2 separate regions of the Macaca mulatta genome follow, and region 1 is linked to region 2. A link is a contact called in public Hi-C data. All regions are on one chromosome and are shown on one strand. Each heading gives the region's core, a stretch centred on a gene start, on an enhancer-like site or on the middle of the called end of the contact. The rest is flanking DNA. Distances are from core to core; before and after follow the strand shown.

The links. A called contact is a pair of places that touch in the nucleus more often than the background predicts.
Region 1: a Hi-C map of cortical neurons shows a contact between it and region 2, with 3 times the contacts expected there. The contact joins the promoter of GMFB here to the promoter of CNIH1 in region 2. A contact is called at or near these places in 3 of 14 Hi-C or Micro-C datasets (CD4 T cells, cortical neurons and liver).

The regions. Positions count from the first base shown.
Region 1 is chr7:127,609,206-127,613,968 of T2T-MMU8v2.0, reverse strand. It overlaps GMFB (glia maturation factor beta), which reads left to right and starts at 2,958. Exons shown (of 7, transcript XM_015143719.3): 1 at 2,958-3,058. The coding sequence starts at 3,056.
Region 2 is chr7:127,554,501-127,560,001 of T2T-MMU8v2.0, reverse strand. It overlaps CNIH1 (cornichon family AMPA receptor auxiliary protein 1), which reads left to right and starts at 2,366. Exons shown (of 5, transcript NM_001193769.1): 1 at 2,366-2,568. The coding sequence starts at 2,488.

The sequences.
Region 1 (4,763 bases), core at 1,709-4,208, 53 kb before region 2:
ATGCTCCACTATTTTTTTTTTGTAATTTTTGTAGAGACAAGGTTTCACCATGTTGCCCATGCTGGTCCCGAATTCCTGGGCTCAAGTGATCTGTCTGCTTCGGCCTCCCAAAGTGCTGGGATTACAAGTGTGAGTCACTGCACCCATCCAATAATGTCACTTTCTAACAGGCCCAGAAGCTCCAAGTAATCTTAGGATGTCCAGAGGAGAGGAATGCACCCAGTTTATACAGGTATTTGCAGCCCAGCCTGCTCAAGGCTTTAAAAAGTCTCATCTGAGATTCCTCATGGAAAAAGTTCCAACAAAGTCAATTTAAAAGAGAGCCTGTATGGCAAATAATTATTCTTGCTGCACTTTATACAAATAATAAGGCCAAGTATAATAAAACTAAAACTTATTTTACAAATTGGTCCTACCTTGATTTGTCTCTGATAAAAATGAGAGACTGAAGAGAGAAATATTATAATACACCTGCCGGTAGACTCTAGTCTTGTCTGTTGTTTTTGAGTATTTTTAAAATACTATTTTCTGCTGGGTGTGTGTAGGGAAAGAAAGAGAGATTAGACTGTTACTGTGTCTATGTAGAAAGGGAAGACATAAGAAACTCCATTTTGACCTGTACCTTGAACAATTGCTTTGCTGAGATGCTGTTAATTTGTAACTTTGCCCCAGCCACTTTGCCCCAAATTTGAGTTCACAAAAACATGTGTTGTATGGAATCAAGGTTTAAGGGGATCTAGGGCTGTGCAGGATGTGCCTTGTTAACAAAATGTTTACAAGCAGTATGCTTGGTAAAAGTCATCGCCATTCTCTAGTCTCAATAAACCAGGGGCATAATGCACTGCAAAAAGCCACAGGGACCTCTGCCCTGGAAAGCCGGTTATTGTCCAAGGTTTCCCCCATGTGATAGCCTGAAATATGGCCTCGTGGGATGAGAAAGACCTGACCGTCCCCAAGCCTGACACCAGTAAAGGGTCTGTGCTGAGGTGGATTAGTGAAAGGGGAAAGCCTCTTGCAGTTGAGATAGAGGAAGGCCACTGTCTTCTGCCTGCCCCTGGGAACTGAATGTCTTGGTATAAAACCCGATTGTACATTTGTTCAATTCTGAGATAGGAGAAAAACCGCCCTATGGCGGGATGTGAGACATATTGGCAGCAATGCTGCTTTGTTACTCTTTACTCCACTGAGATGTTTGGGTGGAGAGAAGTATAAATCTGGCCTATGTGCACATCCAGGCATAGTACCTTCTCTTGAACTTATTCGTGACACAGATTCCTTTGCTCACATGTTTTCTTGCTGACCTTCTCCCCACTATCACCCTGCTCTCCTGATGCATTCCTCTTGCTGATATAGTGAAAATAGTAATCCATAAATACTGAGGAAACTCAGAGACCGGTGCTGGTGCAGGTCCTTGGTATGCTGAGTGCCGGTGTCCTGGGCCCAGTGTTCTTTCTCTATACTTTGTGTCTTATTTCTTTTCTCAGTCTCTCGTCCCACCTGGTGAGATATACCCACAGGTGTGGAGGGGCAGGCCACCCCATCAGTGTGGTGGCTCATGCCTCTAATCTGGTTGTTGCACTAAGTCTGCTTCTGGTACAGAGACTTCTTGATGTTTACTTAGGCAGTGGCCCATAAGAGTGTTCATTGAAGCACCAATCATCATTCATTCATACTTTAATAAATAACTTGTACGGAGAAAAGAGGCTGGGCATGGTGGCTGACACCTGTGATCCCAGCGCTTTGGGAGGCGCGCAGGAAGACTGTTTGTGGCCAGGTGTTCAAGATCAGCTTGGGCAATATAGGGAGACTCTATCTCTACAAAAAAATTTTAAAAACAGCCGGGTGTGTGGTGGCACACGGCTGTAGTCCCAGCTACTCAGGAGGCTGAGGTAGGAGGATTGCTTGAGTCCAGGAGTTTGAGGCTGCTGTGAGCTATAATTGTGCCACCACACTCCAGCCTGGGCAACAGAACAAGACGAGAGAGAGAGAGAGAGAGAGAGAGAGAGAGAGAGAGAGAAGAAATGTGTGTGAGAGAAAGAGAGAAAGGGGGAGGGAGAGAGAGAGAGAATGGGAGAAGGAATGGCGGGAGAAAGAGAGAGAGTGGGAGAGGGAAGGAGAGGGAGAGAGAGAGATATTAACTAAGTCCTGGAAGGCAGCAATGGTCAGAGGTGGGGTTCTGGAGAGGGTGGGAGGAAAGGAGTTGTGCCTAGATTTGAGGGAGATCAAATTTGGAAGGTAGGCTGCGGTCAGTACACACATTTACCATTGAAAACATTGATGTCACCAGGAACATGCTCTCAGAGCTTGAAGACTGTTACTAAGGTCCGGAGAACTGGCATGACTTTTTTTTTTTTTTTTTTTGAGACGGAGTCTTGCTCTGTCACCCAGGCTGGAGTGCAGTGGCCGGATCTCGGCTCACTGCAAGCTCCGCCCATGACTTTTAAGTATGCACCTTGGATTTGTTTCTCACTTGCAGCCAGGCAGAGCATCCTCCTGTAGAGGGCGCAGGGAGAAAAAAAAAAAAAAAAAAAAAAAATCAGGCGCTCGCATTCTGGCTAATTTTTTTTTTTTTTTTTTTTTTTTTTTTTTTGAGACGGAGTCTGGCTCTGTCGCCCGGGCTGGAGTGCAGTGGCCGGATCTCAGCTCACAGCAAGCTCCGCCCCCCGGGTTTATGCCATTCTCCTGCCTCAGCCTCCCGAGTAGCTGGGACTACAGGCGCCCGCCGCCTCGCCCGGCTAGTTTTTTGTATTTTTTAGTAGAGACGGGGTTTCACCGTGTTCGCCAGGATGGTCTCGATCTCCTGACCTCGTGATCCGCCCGTCTCGGCCTCCCAAAGTGCTGGGATTACAGGCTTGAGCCACCGCGCCCGGCCGCGCATTCTGGCTAATTTTGAGCCGCGCCTCCTGCCGTCCGTCGTCACGTGCCGGCCCGCTGAGGCCGCGTTGATAGGTGGGGGCGACTGGGCCAGGCGCCGGGGCAGGAAGGGAGGCGGCCGCCGTGCCATTCTTAAAGGCGCCTGAGTGAAGGCGACAGGCTGCTGACGGCCGGAAGGAAAATGGTGAGTTGCCGCTGGGAGGGCGGGGGCCGGAGGGCTGGGCGAGCCGACCTGCTGGGCTTTCCGGGTTTCCGGAGCCGGCGGCGGCGGGCAGCGCCCGGGAGGGCTCGGCAGCCGCTTCCGCCCCAGCGGCTGGCCACTGCCCACAGCCAGAGTACTTGGCTTCCGCCGCCGCGCCTCAGGGCAGCATCCTCCAGCCAGGCCCGGGGTGGACCCGCCCAGGGGGCCATGGGACTAGGGTGCTTCCGCGAGCAGGGGGGTTGGGGAGGCCCCTCGAAGGCCCTTCGGGATGGAGGGCTTCAGCTTCTGAGCTGTAGGTTGGAGGGAAAGGAGTCTGCCCCATCGGAGGGCTCCCCCAAATCCCGCTTTCCCTGCCAGGGCCGTGGCCAGGTTCCAGGGGTTGGTGGGCCTCGAGCATCTTCCACCTGGCGGCGTTTTGGGGGAGGACTCGAATTCTGATTGAATTCTCTCGGCCTCACCTTAGCTTCTTTCTGTCTGCTCCTTTCCCTAGCCTCCTACAGAGGATTTCTCCTTATCTTTGCTTTCTTGTGGCAGTTGGAAACCTTTCGACCCAAAGCTTTGGCACTGGGCTTAAAGTAATTGTCAAAAGCTTTAGTTTTGTTGGTTCTGGGGGCTCTGGCTTCTGTTCTTACATGGGATGGACCCCAAGCATAAAAATAAAGTGGAGAATTAAATAAATCGCCATCAAGGATCTTTTGGATGCATCCCATTAGGTTTTTTAATATGCGTAAATTTCATTAGAAACAACAAAACACTGCTCTCTCTGCCCATCCACTCAATTCTGAACCCACTTTCATCGAATAGATCTTGTCATGGTCACTGAATCGAATGGATTCTTTTCAGTTTTCATCTTCTCTGACCTTTCAGCTGCATTCCAGAGTGTTACACTCTCTTGTTTTTGAAGCATTCCCTTCCTTCATTCTTCCCCCTTGGCTTCTGGGATACAGAGCTCCTCCTACTTCTCCTGTTGGTCCGTCTATTTCCCTTGCAGACCATTCTCCTTTCCCTGGACAATGCTCGAAGGAGTCCCTGGTTTCATCCTAATCCTTCATTTTCCATTATGTATTCTTTATCCTAAACTATGGCTTCAGTTAACACCTATATTCAGATGACTTGTGAATTTACAGCTCAGAAGACCTTGCTTCTGAGATCCAATCCAGATCTGTATGTACTTTTTTGTTTGTTTGTTTTTCTGAGACAGAGTTTCACTCTTGTTGCCCAGGCTGGAGTGCAATGGCGCGATCTCGGCCGTTGCAACCTCCGCCTCCCGGGTTCAAGCGATTGTCCTATCTCAGCCTCCCAAGTAGCTGGGATTACAGGCATGTGCCACCACGCCCAGCTAATTTTGTTTTGTTTTTGTTTGTTTTTTTGAGATGGAGTCTCGCTCTGTCGCCCATGCTAGAATATAGTGGCGCGATCTCGGTTCACTGCAAACTCCTCCTGGGTTCACGCCATTCTCCCGCCTCAGCTCCCAAGTAACTGGGACTACAGGCTCCCGCCACCACGCCCGGCTAATTTTGTTTTTGTATTTTTAGTAGAGACAGGGTTTCACCTTGTTAGCCAGGATGGTCTCGATCTCCTGACCTCGTGATCCGCCCACCTCGGCCTCCCAAAGTGCTGGGATTACAGGTGTAAACCACCTCGCCCGGCCCTAATTTTGTATTTTTAGTAGAAACGGGGTTTCACC
Region 2 (5,501 bases), core at 1,117-3,616:
CTGTGTGAATCAGTCAGCACTCCACCTGGCATAGAACAGGTGCTCAATAAACCTTTGTTGAACTACCTAAAATGCTACCCTTGAAGAAAGTTGGTGGGGGAACCTGGGTTTTATGTAACCGCAGTAGTAGGGGTTGAGGCAGGCAAAATTCCTCTTACAAGTCTCCTCTTCCTCCTCAGGTGAAATAGGGGTAGCCCCTTCTAATTAAGGGTGGGTGCCTGGGAGATAGTTTCATTCTATGAGGTAAGGTGATAGCCTAGTCACGAGACAGGGAAAATATATATTTCAAGGGAAGCTGGAGGAAAGCTTGTTGCCAAAAGGTAGGATTTCTTCATATCTGGTGATGAAACATAATTTCCCAAGTTGTAGATGGGATTCATCTGGAAAAAGGGGGTTGGATCTCATGTTTTGGCTTGAGTAGTTCCTTGCAAACTCTCTTTCCCCTGAGCCCAGGAAGCTGCATCTCCCTTTCATTAGATTGTGAGTTCTCCTGCATGAATATTGCCCAATGCTGTGTTCTGCCATGCCCCAGTGGCCTAAAGTACTGAATCAAATCATATTTGCTTCCTTCCTCTCTTTCACCAGGGCATCCAGTTAATGAAGTTCAGCTGAGCTTGTCTCCCAACTACTATAAAACATGTTTACCCCTTTACTTCCCAGCTTCCACTGCTCTAGTTCAGATCCATAGCAACTTATGCTTGGACCATTGCTGTGGGCCCCTGTTTCCAATCTAACACTCCTCTAATCAGGGTCATTGTGCACAGTTGGGCAGTTTGTGTATTGCACATGGGTGCCTGGCCAAGAAGGTTGGTGGGGCTGAAGTATAGCCTGCATTCCTACACTCTGGTGTGGGCCTCTGTCCATCTGGAGAAAGTAACTTTACAAAAAATTTTATTGGATTTTATTTTATTTTATTTTTTTAAAAAAGAAATAGAGATGAGCTCTCATTACATTGCCCAGGGTGGTCTCGAACTCCTAAGCTCAAGTAATCCCCCTGCCTTGGCCTCCCAAAGTGGTAGGATTACAGGCATGAGCCACTGTGCCTGGCCAAAAGTAACTTGATAATTTGCACATAGGTGCCACATAATCCTGGTTGTACAGGCCTGTACTGTCCAATACACTAGTCACATTTTACTTAAAGTGATGTGAAATTTAAAGTTCGGTTCCTCAGTCATGCTAGACAATTTGCAAGTGCACGATGGCCACATGTGGCTAGTGGCTACTGTATTGGGCAATGTAGGTATAGAAAATTTTCACGATCACAGAAAATTCTATCGCACAACACTGGACAGACCCTACTTCTAGACTATTCTGTGCAATATGCTAGGTGAACGATCTTTAATGCAAATCTAAACATAGTCTTCTTTTGCTCAAAAGCCTTCAATGATTTTCACTTCCATCAGCAGCAGTTAATAGAGTTCTTTTTTCTTTTAAAAATGGTTGTAATGGAAAATTAATCAATTTTGAATCTATTTTGTGTGTTACAACCAGTATTAAAAACAAAAAAGTAGCAAAAGAGAGTAGAAGGGAAAGTACTTACGGAGCATTAGCACAGTTTTGTGAAATTTTTGTTTTGGTTATATCTATATTTCTTTGCCTCTATATCTACATTTCCATCTCTTCATAACTTGCTGTCTGTATGATATTCCACTGGGTTGCAATGAAAAAAATCTTTCTGGTTATGTGTGGTGAGCAAAAAAATTGGAAAAATTTGGGCTTATGGGATAAGAAGTCTGAGCTCCGTAATGAAGCATATAAGGCCCTCTATGATCTGATCCCTTGCTGATTCATTTCTAATTCACACCACTGTCTTGCACTTATGTTCCATTAATACAGAATTGCTGCTGGTTTCACCTGAGACACGAAGCTTTAGTTTTCTTTTCTTTTTTCCATCTCTGTGCGTTTCCTCATTCTGCACCGTTTCCTTGGACTGCCAGTTCTACCTTCGTTTTGCCTGGAGAACTTCTGCTCCTCATCTAAGGCCAACTTAGGAAACACCTACAGCAGGAATCCTGCCTAAATGCTCCCGGGCGGGCTGGCTGTCCTTCTTCGACCTTTCAGAACATCCCACACACATCCGTTTACAGAGTTATAATAAAGTATTTATTTAGGTGTTCATTTCCGGCACTATACTAAGTTCTTTCAGTGCAGGTACTATCTTATTCATCTTTGTATGTGAAGCGAGAAACGCGGTACCTGTAACAAACTAGGCACTCATTCAATAAATAATTTGTTGAAAAAATAAACGCGAGGAGGAAGGAAAAATAATCAACTGTGCGGACAATGTCAGTGCAACGCAGACTCCGGCCATCAGAGGGCGCCGGGGCGGCTGGGCTGGTGCGCAGGCGCGCTGAGAGGGCTGGCGCCGAGGCGGTATCGGCGGCGGTCGTGGCTGTGGCCGGGGGAAGTGAATGGTTTTACCCAGAGGGCCCTGCGCCGCCTTTCTCCGCTGGCACCGGCGCTGCTCCCTGCTCCTCCTCCCTAACCATGGCGTTCACGTTCGCGGCCTTCTGCTACATGCTGGCGCTGCTGCTCACTGCCGCGCTCATCTTCTTCGCCATTTGGCACGTGAGTAGCCGGGGCTGTGGGAGGGAGGGCGAGGCGGCAGCGCAGCTTCTTTTCGCCCGGGGCTCGCGGTCGGGGCCGCCACGGCGGCGGGTGGTTTGCTCGCCTGGGTTGCGGTCCGGCTGGTGCGGGCCGCGCGGCGTAGGGTCTGCGCGCCATCCATCCGCGGTCTGGGGGCCGCGGGTACTGGAGGAGCCTGGGCGCGCGGTCGCCCGGTGGATGCGCCCGCGGTGTCTTGGCACAGGCCGCGCGCACCGCTACTCCTCCCGGGCTGGGTGGGGCGGCCGCGGTCCAGGCGGGCCCCTGCGGTTCCGCGCTGCGCTCTCACCGACCTCTGCTGGCCCGCGGCCCCACATCCCCGTATCCCCGCATCTCCGTATCCCTGCATCCCCGGGGAGGATGTCAACGGCGCGGTGATACGGGCGTAGTGTGAATGAAGTTTTCCTAATTTTTGTTAATATAGATTGGCTTTCTTTTAGGGTTTCCACAGAACTGTGGCCAAAATGTAACCTACTTAGGGTGAATTTCCAACTCTACTTCTCAGCACTTGTTGGGTGCTCTTCAAATCAAATTACTTTTTTTTTTTTTTCTTTTTCCAGATTGTTGTTTCCTGGTGAACTTTGATGCAAGTTCGATTGATTACTTTGTTGATTGCATGTCCGCGTTTCCCCCCCAAATCATACTTTGACCGCTGGAATTTCAACCGGCAGCCTTCCAAGCCACCCTTATATTCAGGATTGCTTGATTTAGTAGAGGGGGTTTTCTTTGATTTTGAGTTGCTCAGAAACCTTAAGCTTTTCGAGGGCGGTATTTATTTCTGTTACACACATCATCATCACTGTTGCAGGGTGGAAGCACAGCATTACTGGTCCAAAGTCGTAAGTTCCCAGCGACATAGTTCTACAGAGATTTTTAAGAATTTCTGTTGCTTTAGCACAAAATTAAAAGCATTGAGAGCCCTCTGGAAATCATTCATTAAAAATTTATCTCATACTTGCTTCTCTTTTCCCCGTATTCCAGTACCTTCTCCTATACTGCTTTTAATTTGAATGAACACGTTCACTCTTATGTAGATTTTAAGTCAGGTTTCATCATGCCCGTAACAAGGATTTCTATGAAACATAAGGAGGGGCAGAATGTTTCAATAGCAGCAGCGTCTTATGCAAAAAAAAATCTCGAAAGTGGAAGCATATCACAATCCATTCTTTTTGCTAAGCAGTGTGGTTATGTTTATAATTATTTTAGGACCTGACTGCTTATTGTAATCAGGAATACTTACGTAGGCTATTAACTGTGTCAGAAATAACTGCTAACTCAGAATGCTTGTCAGTAAGAGCCAGTAATTTGAAGAGCATCTTCAGCTCTGCTTTGGTGGGAGAACAATACCAAAGATAATTTGGGATACAGACTAGCTCAGCCTTAGTAAGCCTGTGATGAAAATGTGTGGTTCCATGGCTGGGCGCGGTGGCTCACGCCTGTAATCCCAGCACTTTGGGAGGCGGAGGCGGGAGGATCACGAGGTCAGGAGTTCGAGACCAGCCTGGCCAACATGGTGAAACACTGTCTCTATTAAAAATACAAAAAAATTAGCCAGGCGTGGTGGTGGGCGCCTGTAATCCCAGCTACTCGGGAGGCTAAGGTGGAGGAGAATCGCTTGAACCCGGGAGGCAAAGGTTGCAGTGAGCCGAGATGGCGCCACTGCACTCCATCCTGGGCCAAGACTCCGTCTCAAAAAAAAAAAAAAAAAAAGACAATGTGTGGTTCCATTCCATCTGTAGATGTAGCTTTAAGTCACTCTCTGCTTGATGGGTATTCCTTTTTTCTGGAATGAGGGGGATTCTTAGAGCTCTGGGGTAGCCTTTTCCACATTTGTACATTTTGGACCAAGTAGTGTTTGGCTTACGGAAAACCTGAACTGCACTTTCAAAAAATGGGTAATTTAATTTCAGCTTCGAAACAAATGCGTGTCTGGGCGAAGTAAATAATTTTAAGTCGTGTTATAGAATTAAAAAAAACATTGTACCACAGATTCGTGGAGCTTTTATGCTTAGGGATTTCTTCATTCGGAGACTTAGTATCCTTTTGGAAACAATTCTAAATAGATAGTTTTAATTTTTCTGTTATCCATATATCCTTATGTTTATCATCTTAGGTAGTATCTTAGTCCATTTGTGTTGCTATAAAGGAATACGGGGAGGCTGAGTAATTTACAAAGAAAAAAGATGTTTATTTACCTCAGGATTCTGCTGGCTGTAAGACTGGGCATCGGGTGAAAGCCTCAGCTTGCTTCCACTCATGGTGGGGGAATAGTGTATAGAGATCCCATAGTGAGAGGAAGCAAAGGAAAAAGAAGGGGAGGTGCCAGGCGCTGTTTACTAGCCAGTTCTCTTGGGTACTAATAGTAGAACTCACTTATTCCCTCCAAGATGACACCAAACCATTCATGAGGAATCTGCTCCCATGACCCAAACACCTCCCGTTAGATTCCCGCCTCCAACATTGGGGATCAGATTTCAACCTGAGATTTGGAGAAGTTAAACCAAACTCTAGCAGGTAGTTGAAGTAACTTTCAGAAGACTCATTTTACAATTTTAAAATTACATTCCAAAAATCTTATTTACATTAATCACTGTATTAGAGAATGTTTTTTATGCTGACGATTATATCTGTCAATTTAGTCCTAATTCATGTGATTGATGCTCTGTGGAGAAGAGTCGGGAGCATAGATTGTTTGAAAACGTAAAAGTTTAGAAGTCATTCCTTAAAGATGTGTAACAAGTTGGAAGGTATCCTGAATTGTGTACTTGGGCATCATTAGGGATTTATCTGTTTTATTTTTGTTATACTTCTGTGGGAAATTTTGTGGGTGTCTTTGCTCAGCCACATAGCTGCAAAAAGATTTGAAAACCATTAATTTAAGAGTCTTCTCAGAAGAG